2 separate regions of the Hordeum vulgare genome follow, and region 2 is linked to region 1. A link is a contact called in public Hi-C data. All regions are on one chromosome and are shown on one strand. Each heading gives the region's core, a stretch centred on a gene start, on an enhancer-like site or on the middle of the called end of the contact. The rest is flanking DNA. Distances are from core to core; before and after follow the strand shown.

What was found. A called contact is a pair of places that touch in the nucleus more often than the background predicts.
Region 2: a contact with region 1 is called in a Hi-C map of leaf, with 3 times the contacts expected there. The contact joins the promoter of LOC123398396 here to the promoter of LOC123395556 in region 1. A contact is called at or near these places in 2 of 6 Hi-C or Micro-C datasets (leaf and seedling) and 1 of 1 datasets of contacts at active chromatin or transcription factors (embryo).

Annotation. Positions count from the first base shown.
Region 1 is chr5H:412,121,673-412,128,276 of MorexV3_pseudomolecules_assembly, reverse strand. LOC123395556 (heat shock factor-binding protein-like) reads left to right here and starts at 3,774. Exons shown (of 5, transcript XM_045090569.1): 1 at 3,774-3,892; 2 at 6,536-6,589. The coding sequence starts at 6,542.
Region 2 is chr5H:412,639,814-412,646,417 of MorexV3_pseudomolecules_assembly, reverse strand. It overlaps LOC123398396 (probable serine/threonine-protein kinase PBL28), which reads left to right and starts at 3,515. Exons shown (of 6, transcript XM_045092872.1): 1 at 3,515-4,081; 2 at 4,191-4,489; 3 at 4,628-4,818; 4 at 5,360-5,830; 5 at 5,929-6,051; 6 at 6,173-6,592. The coding sequence starts at 4,420. The coding sequence ends at 6,376.

The sequences.
Region 1 (6,604 bases), core at 2,525-5,024:
GAAGGTGCCGAGGCTTGAATTTGAATATTGATTTCTCCTTGTGCTGAACGAATGGAGATGTAAATACCTACACAAGTGGCCACTTCACCTTGTCGGAGACTAGGAATTTTCTTTAACCTGAAAGCTGCATTGGAATATATTTTAGCTCCAACAACTAACAAGTGAGATTTAATAGTAGTACATTGCAAAGTAAGCTGGTTATCATCGTGCATTTGAACTTCACACTGTTTGTTAAATAGATAGGAAGGAACATCATCAGGGATCACATTTAAAGCAGGAGCAACAATGTTAACCTGATAACCAAAATTGAAATAACGGTTTAAAAGATAATACATATATATGAGAACAACATGGATTTCACTGATTAATTTGGCTTGCTTACATACATTACAGAAGGATAATAAAAAATAACAAATACAATTTACTACTACTAGATCTAGACGAAGAATATAATGAGTGTGATGACGGTCACGAAAAGAAATGGTGCTATCGATGTGGTTGGGAGAAATAAGCCAAGCATGCACACGACTAAAAGTGCATATTAAAGCATCTTGAATTTTTTGATTTGGCCTCGCATCATATCGTTCTTGAGTTGCATCTCATCTATCCATCGTCTAAGTGGTCCAATGGAGTAATCGTTCTTGACACTAGAGGAGTTGAATTGTACAAATTAGCTGAAAATAGATCAAGACATATATTTTTTCATATACATGCCTTTCCACGATTGGTGTAGATGTATAACTCTCGCTCTTGATTCCATTATGTGTGCGACATATGCTTATCAATAGGGCGTTGACAACCATAAAGAAACACATGTCCGGTATCTTCGACGCTGGTGGCGTAGCTGCTAGATTGAACGGAAGTCGCGCCGCTGCAGCGAGATGATTTGCCGGACAGGGCCGGTGCATTGTCCATGGCGAGCTCATGGCATAGCCAACAAGGCCAGACGGGAGCTCAGCCAGGGCAGCGGAGTGCCAAACTTTCGACATGCTCCGCCGACATGGGTCCGTAACTAAGAGGAGCTAACTAGTTAGAGAGAAGAATTGGAAGTGAATGTATTTTGAGAAACAAAGGGGCTACCAAGACTAGCTAGCTTATATAGCCAAAACTTAGTGCCGACGTTCACGAACAGTGAACGTTAGCCCTACAGAATATAGCTCTGACGTGGTAGGATATCCGACACTACCAATATATTTCGACTAGTCAACTCAGTTGGGCCAACATTTTGGTACCATTCCACTTTAAATCCTCGCCAGCACTACCTGTACAAAGTTAGCGTACCAATTTGTCCAACGCCATCGCTATTTGACAAATGTAGTGCTAACGTTGCTTCAAATTGGCGCGCCATCAACATAAGTTATGGCTAACCATTTCTCTACTATTGAAGGAACACAAGAAATAGACTTTATCTCCTGTAGAGAATTATAAAATGTGTGTGCAAGTTAGTCGGGTGGATTTGATGATTTGCCCCCAGTTTACAAGGGGGTGGATGATTTTACCCAGGGTTGTTTCAATGACCAGTGGTCCCCTCCCCACCCGATAGCCTCTCGGGGCGGGGATATCAAATGGAGAAGTAAAGTGAGGCAAAAGATCCAATTTTTCAAGTTAGTTGATGCGTGAAACAAAACGGCTACGGAAGTTTGCAATTATACTGGTGAAAGGCAATTAAAAGTAAAATTGTACAAGGAAAGTAAATGAGTGACGAAGAGTATGAGATGATGAAATCAATAGTTGGACTAAAGCGTTTCCAAAGAGTCCCGATACCTCACTAGTATGCATCTAATACAACATATGATAATGCATAGTTATAGGCTCGAATAATCAAGTCCATATTTGATGTTTATAGTGGGCGGGGCCTAGTACAACGTAAGAGTTACATGCATAGTCTTCGTATCACATAAGCTACTATCTTCTCTCCCCACATTCATGTCATGCTCGCTATAATTAAGGGTCACATCATGGACGTAACTAATGGTCGGTTCTCCGTTACTCCCGTATCAATTGCAAAGGAAATGATGAGAGGGTATTACTGCCACCTCTTTACCTCCACGTCCCTAACTTTACAATGTCAATAATACTCTTCATGGACATTCAAGGTGAAAATGCTGAGTGAGGCCCCTTGCACAACCTCCATGAAGGTTATTAACCGAGACAAGCAAACAAGGATTTCATACCATATAGACATTCATCACCTAAATATACTAGGGATCCTCCATATCCTCGAGAACTAGTGAATTGGGAATTATTCACACATAGAAACAAATAGCGTTATATAGATAATCATGAACAATAGAACAAAGTAATAATCGCAAGAGTCCACTAGGGTTCGGTATTACAAAAGGGCTGGAGATGAGTATGGGGACGGGGATGGCATGATTGATGTCAGAGTCTTCTTTAATGAGGCGATGGTGGGGTGGAGCTCTTCTTGCTGATTCCCCTCTGGATCCCTTCATGAGGCTAGGTTTCTTCGATCTGGTCGAGTTATTAGCCTTTATGTATGTCGTCCTCCCGATCCAAAGACACGGGAGGAGGGTAATAAAGTCGACCAGGGGGAGGTGACGATAGCTGGTACGAGCACTCACACGCGTACTAGACACTCTCTTCTCCCTAGATCCCTTATGCGGATGGGTTTGTTCCTGTTTGATCATGTCTTCATATGGTAGGTAAATATCAGGTTAGATGACATGATTTTTACACCATATTATTGGGATTTCCTCCTTATGCTTCAAAACTCCTTGCGGTTGAGATCCTGGTGAAGATTGACGAAAGGATGTGCACGGGCGCGATAATTTTTTGACAAAACCCTCAATTACAACACAAAACTCAAGATGAAAGCGATAGGGAATTGGACACATCAGTCTGTCATATAGCTTACATTTCCATCGGTACAACATTTCATGCATAATCAATTCATCCCATTCCACACCGTACATGTCGAGTAACTCTTTTCGAGTGTAACCCCGACATTTGGGAGTCTCAAAATTGTCTTCCGTCCAGGATCTGAGGGAACCCAATGATCCTCCCAAACTCCTATACTTGCACTATCTCTAATTCTCCTGATCAACCCCAAGTTTAAAGCTTCTCGTCCCGACCTAATGCCGTCCAAGTATGAGAGGCATTCCTTTTACAACCAATAGACATAAAATTCCCGTCATGATAATATTTCCCTTTCAAAACTCTAGCACATAACAACTCCAGCTTATAAAATGAAGTGTCATCCTTGCTTCTCTAACATAGCTTTATTGAAGAGTACAAAATCCTTAAACCCCATGTCCCCATATGCTCTCTCCCTCTCTTCCTAAAAAGACTTATGCCTCCTTTGCTTTGGAGGAAATGTGTAAAAATCAATAGGATAGAAAAATTTATATGATAAAATCTTGTAGAGTCCTCTGGTTTGTAGGAATAAGATCCTATTCCTATGAAGAAATTCTTCCTATCCTTCACATTTCATAGAAAAAAACCATTAGTTTGACTCAATGAAAAAAATTCCTATGCTGTGAACTAAAGGACTTCTCTCTTTCTGTTTCTGTTCATAGGATTTGAAATACATTTTCTTTTGAGGGGTATAGGATTTGAGGTACATGTCATCGCATTTTTTATGATTTTTCTAGCTATGAACTAAAAAGGCCTCATATAAATAAAGTAGAAAAAAGTGAAAGGAAAAGAAGAAAAAGAATCTGGAGCGGCCCACTAGACGCCGGTGGAGGGCCACATATTTTTATTGGAGCCCTTCCGTATTGTCTTTCTAGCCCAAGTTTCCTGACTGGCCGTCTCAATACCCCCATTCAGGCCCTCCCCTCCCTTCGTTTCGACCGCGACCTCCTCCGAATCCACAGGCCGGCGGCGACCTCCTCTTCCTCCGCCCCTTCCCCCGGCGACCCTAACCTCCCCGGTAAGCGCCTTCACCCCCTGCTCTCACATCCATCTACTGCTTTCTAGCACGCGTGCATCCTTACGTTACTCCCGAATCCGCTGTCACCACAGCCTCACCGATGCAAGCCGCCGCGAGATCGGTCGCCGCGGCACGCCGCCTCGCGCCCCGCAGCCGGCGCCCCCTCCCCCTCCCCCGCTTCTCCACCGCCTCGCCCTGCGATCCGCCCCCAGATCCGGGCCCAGACGTCGACCCAGGGCTCGTGAGCACGCTCAGCCGCGTGCTCAGCGACTTCCGTGGCCCGCGCCACGACCTCCCCGCCGCGCTCCGCGGCTTCGCGCCGCGCATCACCCCCGACGCGGCGGCCGCGGTGCTGCGCCGGTGCCGCCACCTTCCCGCGCCATCGCTCCGGTTCTTCCTCTTTGCCGCGGGGCTGCCCGGGTTCTTTCACCTGCCGGATTCGCTCCTCATCCTGGCCAATTCGCTCGCTGGTGCACGGCTCTTCCCATTGCTGCGCTCGCTGCTGTCTGACCTCCCACCGGCCGCGCTCTCGCGGGGCCTCTTCCCGCGGCTGTTCCGTGCGTACTCACGGGCGCTTCTCCCGGATGACGCGATCCGGGCGTTCTCTTCCATGGCGGGGTTCGGCTTCCACCCAACGCTGGCCGATTTCCACTCGCTGCTATTCGCCTTGTGCCATAATGGCCTTGTAAATCATGCTGAGCTCTTCTTCAGAGAGCCGGGGACTCATTTCGATGTCTCAGCCAAGACCTACACCATTCTGATCTCTGGGTGGGCTGTTGTGGAAAAGCCAGAAAATGCGCAAAAGTTATTTGATGAAATGGTTGAGAGAGGTGTTGAGCCTGATGTGCCTGCCTACAATGCGTTGATTGATGCCTTATGCCGCGGAGGTGATATTGCACGTGCACAGGAACATCTGAAAGATATGCAACAGAGCCGAGGACTTCTTCCAGATGCTGCCACTTATGGTCCATTCCTTCGTGCTGCCTGTGCATCCAAGGATGCTCGGGACGCTCTTCGTGTGCTAGATAGGATGCTCATGCATGATCTCACACCAAATGTATTCACATATAATGCTATAATTCGGTTATTGTGTGAACTGGGAGAGATTGAGGAGGCTTATAATATCCTTGGTGAGGTCATCACGCGAGGGGAAAAGCCTGATGTTTGGACCTACAACACACTGCTTAATGCACATTGTAAGAAGAATGAGGTGAACAAGGCTTTGAGGCTTATTGCAAGAATGGATAAAGGCTTGTGTGTGCCAGACCGTCATTCTTACAACATGTTGCTAAAAATGTTGATTGGTGTAGGAAGGATTGATAAAGCTGTCGAGGTTTGGGATGGGATGGAAATGCGTGGCTTTCACCCAGGCGCAGCAACTTATGCTGTCATGATCCATGGGTTATCTTGCAAGAAGGGAAGATTAGAGGAAGCCTGCAGCTATTTTGTGATGATGGTGGATGAAGGTATCCCACCCTACCAGGCTACTTGTGAGGTCTTGAGGGATAGGCTGACAAGGCATGGCCTGAGGGACCAACTTGAGGTCCTCATTGATAGGATGAGGCGGAGCACTTCCTGCACGATACAGGAAATGGCAAGTATCATGCGCAGTAGTAAGAGGGCTGATGAAACTAGAAGCGTGAGCAGTGACCAAGAACTCCCAGGGCATGATCTTGATGAGAATGAATGGAGGGGCAAATGGAAACTAGGAGACTAAAGAGTGATTCATAAAGCTTGCCTACAAGCCTTCAATGGTGTACTATTTTCTTGTTTGTCTCCCTATTGTACAACAGTACAACTTTAAGGTAGTAAAATGTCCAGTCTACGTCATATGGAAGTTGTACTAATACAATAGACTTTCCATTGTACTAATACAATAGACTAAGTAGAGTGGTTAGTTAAGGAAAATAGGATAGGATGCTCAATTTTTGGTCAAGCAATTGATGATGGAGTTCTTAGTGTACCTATCTTTTCCTTGTTACCTTTTCGCATGTGTACTTCTCCTTGAGAATTAGGCTGCTATGAATAAATTCCAACATTAAAACTGTTTCTCATTTGTTGATATGAACTAATATTCCACTCTAGCTTTTACCTTTTCATACTATCATACGTACCTCTGTCAAGATACTTCAAATAATTCTTTCAGCATGCCTTTATTGGCATCGAATGTAATACCTTGCTAATCTATACTATTAAAGTAGAGTTTGTTGGTTCCGTTTCCATCGCTTCCACCCCTCCCATCGATACATGCCCCCCCCTCCCATCGATTTTTTTCGAAACCATGCGATAACCCTAATTATTATTTTCCAAACCGACCCCACATCCTCATTTCTGGGGAAAGAAATCCCCTAGTTGTATGTACACAATATCAATCACATAATTTCTTTCCTTACCTTTGCCTATGGATTCCCTTCCCACAACATATCTCAATCTCAACCCAATTAAAATTTTCCTATGTTGAACCAATAGAATAAAGTTGACCCCGTTGCAACGCATGGGTATTGAGCTAGTACTATTTAAAACTCTGCTATCTCACCCATTATGAGTTAATATGCTGACGCATTAGTCATTTAATTTCACTATATGTGGTTCGTCTGTATAGTATCATTAGTATTAACTCATGTGCTGAACCTGTTTTTCCAGGCTAATATGGATTCAGAGCCCTCATCGCAGAACCCAACAGACATGACAGCATTTGTAAGTACTGATGTT
Region 2 (6,604 bases), core at 2,266-4,765, 520 kb before region 1:
GTGGCGCCGGTGCTGGCCGGCCCATGCGACGGTTGGGGGCAGGGAGCGGGGCGGCGCTGGCCTTGTCGTCCTCCAGCTCGAGTACGACCATGGCGGCGGCAGACCGGCGCACTGACGTAGGGCGGCACGGCTGGGGTCGGGCAACGGAGCAAGACGACGCGACGACCGGCGGTGGAGGGCTGCCGATGACTACTGGATCTGGTCGAGGCTGGCCCGGGTAGCGGGATCCAGCAGTTGGTCGGATCCGACAGGAGGCGCATTGCGGCGGGGCAGGGCGACGCGATCCAACGTCTGGGCACCGGTAGCCGACGGCGAAGAGGGGCTCTCCGGCGGCTTGCCGGTGACCGGCCGACGGCGGCATCTCGACGGAGGTGTGGTGGCAGGCGGCTGCGAAGGCGGGGTAGGGGGCTCTGGATCGGGAGGACCTGTGATCTGGAGCTCGAGGCGAGCGGGGCTGGCGGCTCAATCCGGGCCCGGGCGGGCCGGATCTGGGTTTGCAGGCCCACGCGGCTGGAGGTGGAAGGTGGAGGCGGCTGAGGCTAGGGTTAGGTGGTTTACGGTTTTCGAGGCAGGGGATAGGGTTTCCGTTAGGGGCAGGTTAGGGGTGCTTAAATAGGCAAAGGGGGCTAGGTTTAGCAGTTTTTCGCCCCGGTTTCAACCGCGCGGTCGGAATTGAACAATTCCGAACATGGGACGTGCTAAGTGGCCGTGTTGTGTTGATATCTGGAGACGAGAGGGGAAACAGGCGGCGCGGCAACGAATTTTAAAACACCGACACACGTCCGACGATAGACCGAAATACGGTGTCGCTACGGTCGACCGTTCGGGTACCAGACGGTCTCCGATCGCGACGAAATTCGACAGGCGGCCTAGCTATATCTAATCACGACCGCGTGCCAAGTTTCAGCTCGATCAGAGAAAGTTTTGCGCTCACTTTTAAAACAGGGTTTCGAACGATGCCGCGGGCGCGCGCGAGTGCGGTCGGGCTCAGAACGGTCAACGGCGAAAACCAGCAACTAACAACGGATGCAAGTTTTCAAATCTGGCGACACGGAGATGCCGATGCAATCTTGACGATGCGCATGATGCGATGATGATGCGACAAATTAAAATACCCACACGACGAAAACGGAAAGAAAAGGGGAATCTTCTGGGGCGTCTGCATCGAGCTGTCACACTAGGGATAGGAAACCCTAAAGGGAAAGGCACCTAGGAGGTGCCTTGGGGAGGGAGGACTCCTCCCTCTTGGCTGCCGCCCCCTCCCTTGGAGGAGGAGTTAGGGATGCGCCCTCTACCCCTTGCCTCTTGTAAATAGTGGAGGGGAGGGGAGGGCTGAAAACATCAAGTCCTCTCCCTTGAGGCAGCCCTCTCCCTCCCGTTTCTCCCGTTCTTCCTCATTCGCAGTCCCGAAGATGCTTGGCGAAGCTCTGCTGGAATTGCTCCACCACGCCATCGCGCTGGTTGAGATCCCATCTACTTCTCCTTCCTCTCTTGCTGGATCAAGAAGGAGGAGATGTCATTGATCCGCACGTGTGCTGAACGCGGAGGTGCTGTCCGTTTGGCGCTAGATCGGGACGGATCACGATTGGATCGTGAAGACATACGACTACATCAACCGTGTTATGTACGCTTCCGCTTAGCGATCTACAAGTGTATGTAGATTCACTCCCCCTCTCGTAGATGTTGATCTTGATGAGCGTAGGATTTTTTTTGTTTCCCATGCGACGTTCTGCAACATCCAATTCATCAAATGAGGCGCATGTCGGCCAAAACTTTCTTTGGCGTTGACAATGCTAGATGGGAAAGAACCGCATCCCTATGGGGTGTGCGGATCACAAGTCGGGGCGGCGGCTCCTGATGATGGCTGCGACACCGACCTTGTGGTTGGTGGTGATCAAGACGGCTATGGGTTCGGGGAAGTGTGGCTGCTGGTGAAAATCGGGCCGACTTTGCGTCGTTATCTTGAGGAAGACATCGTTAATGCAATTCTCGATTTCTCGCCCGGGCTGCTCTAGGAAACCCTAGATCCGAGTACTTCAGATCGGGCGATGACAGAGTGCGGCATCGTTCTTACTCCCGTGGGCATTGTTTCTTGGGACAGGTGATGAACGGAGGGGGTACTGAGGTGGAGTGGTGTGGTCTCTTTCGAGTCAAAGACGACGAGTCCCTACGGCGTGGCGCAGCGGGGTCTCGACGATAGACTCATGTTGATGGATGAGTGCAGGGCGATGGTGTTATCTCGCATCGTGGTGACGTCAACGATAGGCCGGCCATGGTCTATGCGTTGTTTCATGTTGTGAGGATGGCTTCGTGCAAGATGATGGTGACGACTTTTAGAACGTGCGTATGCGTGCACGCACGCATGCTAAGAGTCTACTCAATCGGTGTTCCGGTTTGAATGATGTATCTACATGTAAAGCCAGGGCAAGCGACCATGATCATGGTTACCTTCATTGTCAAACTTGTAGGTATGACGACACTTGTAAGATGGCTTCAGGTGAATCGCTGTTCTATTTTGTAAGGCTTTGTTGAATTATTTAATAAAAAAAGTTGCATTGATATTTTAATGCAGAGGCCAGTGTTCAGCCTCCTTTTCTAAAAATTACGGACTAGGCTTTCTATATATTTTTAAGTAAACTGATACTTAGCCCCACAAAAAATTTAAACTGATATATAGTTTTTCTCGACAGTAATTATAGCCTTTATTTAATATAAAAAACGCTCTTATATTATGTGATGTAGGTAGTACCTAACTTTGCACATGATGCTAGGCCGGATTTGAGACAAGCGGCTAAAACATATGGTTGCTGGAACTCATCTCGCTAGATGGGTAGATCCATCCAAACCTAACGTTATTAACATGACCGATCAGCACGTCAGAGCCACTAGGTTGTTCCGGCCCTATGTACTTCCATGCAAAGATCACAACCAAACCACACTTGGGCTCGCCTTGACTAGCCTAATCCTCTGGTTTTCCTGTTGACAGTTCTCCGAGAAGTGGCAAGTTTGGTGATTTGTCGCTGAAGCCTCGGCAACCACCAAACCTCACCTATAACGCCCCACAACACGTTGCCATCACCGAAATCGCGCATGGAAAATAAAATGCTTAAGCAGCACACTTACTCCTCCCTCTCCAACCGTCGTTTCACCGTGTCAAAATCATGCCAAGGATTGGGATCAGATTAATCTCCCCTTTAACTGACGCCAAAAGTACATAACAACCATCAACCAGTTGGGTTGCAATGCTTCCATGGTCTTATATGAGCTATATGAGCTCATGATTAATAATACTATTATATATGCATTTGTGATTCAAAAGGTGTGGCATATGAGATATGACCGAGTACTATATTCATGTGAAGATTTCTACGAGTTCAGAGGAGAGAAAGCTTCTTTGGCAACGGCTACATCGCAACCACCGCCACCTCTACCACCGCTCCTCCCCTCTCCTCAGTCCCTGGTCGCCATCAGGCCCTTGCGTTTCTTCCCCCCCCCCCCCCCCCCCCCCCCCCCCCGCAATGTCCCAATCACTCACCATCCCTCCAAGCTCTCTTTCCGCTCAACCATTTCCTCTTTGCAATGCACCAACCATGAACCAATGAACCCTCCTTCCAAGTTCCAATCCACCCCCCGCTGCAAGAAACAACTGACACCCGAATCCCGCATTCCCGCTCCCCGGCTTCCGCCTTCGCCGCGCCCTTCGCCGGCAAAGTTGATCGCAATCTCGCACCGCTGATCGGCCAGTGATCACTGGCCCATCGTCCATTTGGATTCGGGCATTTCTTGGCACATAAGCACCCTCCTCCTCCACACGCTTTGCTACTCCAAGCATGCTTGCTTGCTGCCTATTCCTTTACTTCTTTGCCAACGCTAGTAGGAGCCTTTAGGTGGCGCGTCTCGTCTCCTAGCTACGTAACTCCAAAGAGATCAGCCCATCTCCAAGGTTTTTATCTCGGAATCCCATCCCACACGCCTGTACTGCACTGCACGCACTCCTTGATCTCGTCCTCTCATCCTTCTGTCCCGTCCATCTCCTCCGTGCCGTCCCACGAAGCCTCGCGTCGTCTCTCGACCGGTTCAGGTTCAGCCTCGTCTCCGTTGTTATGCTTGTCCTGTTCATCATGTGCTTTGCTTTTAGGTGGCGCTGGGATTGATTTGTCTGCCTGGTTCTGAATTTCTGATACTTGCAGTGGCAGCCATTCTTCCAGCACATGCGCCTTTTGTTATAAAGGAGATGCAGGGGAGACTCTGTATCTTGGGCTGACTGGAGCAAGGAATATATTTGAGTCCATTGATCAAGGAAAGGTATATTGGAATTGGATACTTTTGGTTAGAAGGAAAAAAGTTGCGACGACAACGACGAAGGCGCAGACCGCAGAAAGCTTCGGGCAGTAATCTCAACTCTCAAGAGGCAAGAAGATGTTCAACAACATAGTCTCCACATGGAACAAGAGGAGGAGAAGCAAATCGCTTGACCAGTTGAATCCTTGTGAGTGCAGCCCTTTGTTTCCTTCTCACTTTGTTATCGGCATAGTCATTTGTCACTGTATATGATCATCTGTTTCTTCAGTGTAACATTTAAGGCTTGGCATGAGGAATTTGGTCATCTGATTTTTTGCTTCTGCAGGGGTGTACAAGACGGCCGAGCTGTGGCAGGTGAAGGAGCCGCTGCCGCTGCCCGCGCCGAAGAAGCGCAGCTGCTCCATGGTGTTCACCCTCAAGGAGATGGAGGAGGCCACCGGCATGTTCAGTGACAAGAACCTCATCGGCAAGGGCGGCTTCGGCCGGGTTTACAGGGGCGTTCTCAAAGACGGGCAGGTACGTTCAATTTCAGAAGATGTTGTTGTTTGTTTTGTCTCTTGGTACAATTTTCAAATTACCGAGTATGGGCAGAGTCTGAACACTCTGAAAGCAGATACGTCCCTTGATTTCAGAAGAATGTGGCGTTTTTGTCATTTAGCTTTTTATGTGCGTTTTTCAGATTATATTAGTGTTAGCACCAATGATTCTGTTTGGAAGAGAACTTCCTCTTTGGTTGTGTGCATTTGTCCTATTGATCTAAGTGTTTGTAGGACGCACACCCCTGACCTGAACGTGATAATCACGTCCGGCAGACAGCCAGGATCAGAGTGGTGTGACATTTGCTCATGGCATCCTTGTCAAGAAAAGCATCTGCCAACTACCAGTCAAATTAATAAGATCAAACACCAATTAATTCCAATGATAAATCATTAGTAGTACTGAATGATAAATCTGTCACCAGCTACTTCAGTACAACAGTTTCAACATTGTTTCTTGAGAGCTTTGCTTTGGACCATGAAAATGACCGACGTGTTCTTGTTGTTGTGAATCGATGAAGATTGTGGCCATCAAGAAGATGGACCTGCCGACGGCGAAGCAGGCCGATGGCGAGCGGGAGTTCCGGGTGGAGATCGACATCCTGAGCAGGCTGGACCACCCAAACCTGGTGACGCTAATCGGCTACTGCGCCGACGGGAAGCACCGGTTCGTGGTGTACGAGTTCATGCCCAAGGGCAACCTGCAGGACGTCCTCAACGGCATCCATGGCGAGGTGAGGATGGGGTGGGGGCAGCGGCTGCGGATCGCGCTGGGCGCCGCCAGGGGGCTCGCGTACCTGCACTCCACCACCGCCGTCGGCGTCCCCGTCGTCCACCGGGACTTCAAGTCCAGCAACATCCTCCTCTCCGACCACTTCGAGGCCAAGATCTCGGACTTCGGGCTGGCCAAGCTGATGCCGCAGGACCTGGACCTGTACGCCACCACCAGGGTGCTCGGCACCTTCGGCTACTTCGACCCGGAGTACGCGCTGGTAATGGCCATGACCCTTGCGCCATTTTTGCGGAATCCGCCGTCCTGATCGGGTTCCTGGTACTGGTTGCACTAACGAGGACTCCATCTCGCGTGCAGACGGGGAAGCTGACGCTGCAGAGCGACGTGTACGCGTTCGGCGTCGTCCTCCTGGAGCTGCTCACCGGCCGCCGCGCCATCGATCTCAGCCAGGGGCCTCAGGACCAGAATCTCATCGTCAAGGTATCTTCTCTCTCTCTCTCTCTGCCGGCTGCCGCACCTGCATCGTCCGGGACTCCCCGCCGGCGTCCCGGCGCTGCTGGCCCTCTCGGCTGATTCTAACTGCCCGGCTCGTGCTCTGCAGATACACCAGATGGTGGGCGACCGGAAGAAGCTGCGCAAGGTGGTGGACCGGGACATGGGCAAGGGGTCGTACACGTTGGAGTCGGTGTCCATGTTCGCGGGCCTCGCCGCGCGCTGCGTCTGCTTCGAGAGCGCCGGACGGCCGGCCATGCAGGACTGCGTCAAGGAGCTCCAGCTCATCATGTACGCCAACATGAAGATATGAGCAGGTTTTGAGAACGGCCGAGCATCTTTGCTTTGGTTCAGTCTTGGGGATTTTACATGAGGAAGAGGAAGAGGATGGCGATATTTGTACAGAATTTTAGTACTCCCTCCGATTCACATTAATTGTCGATAATCTAGTACTCCTAAGTACGTACAACTTTGTAATAGATCAACAGCAATTAATATGGATCGAAGAGAGTAACTTCTCGTTGAGCTAGACGTTCTTGTG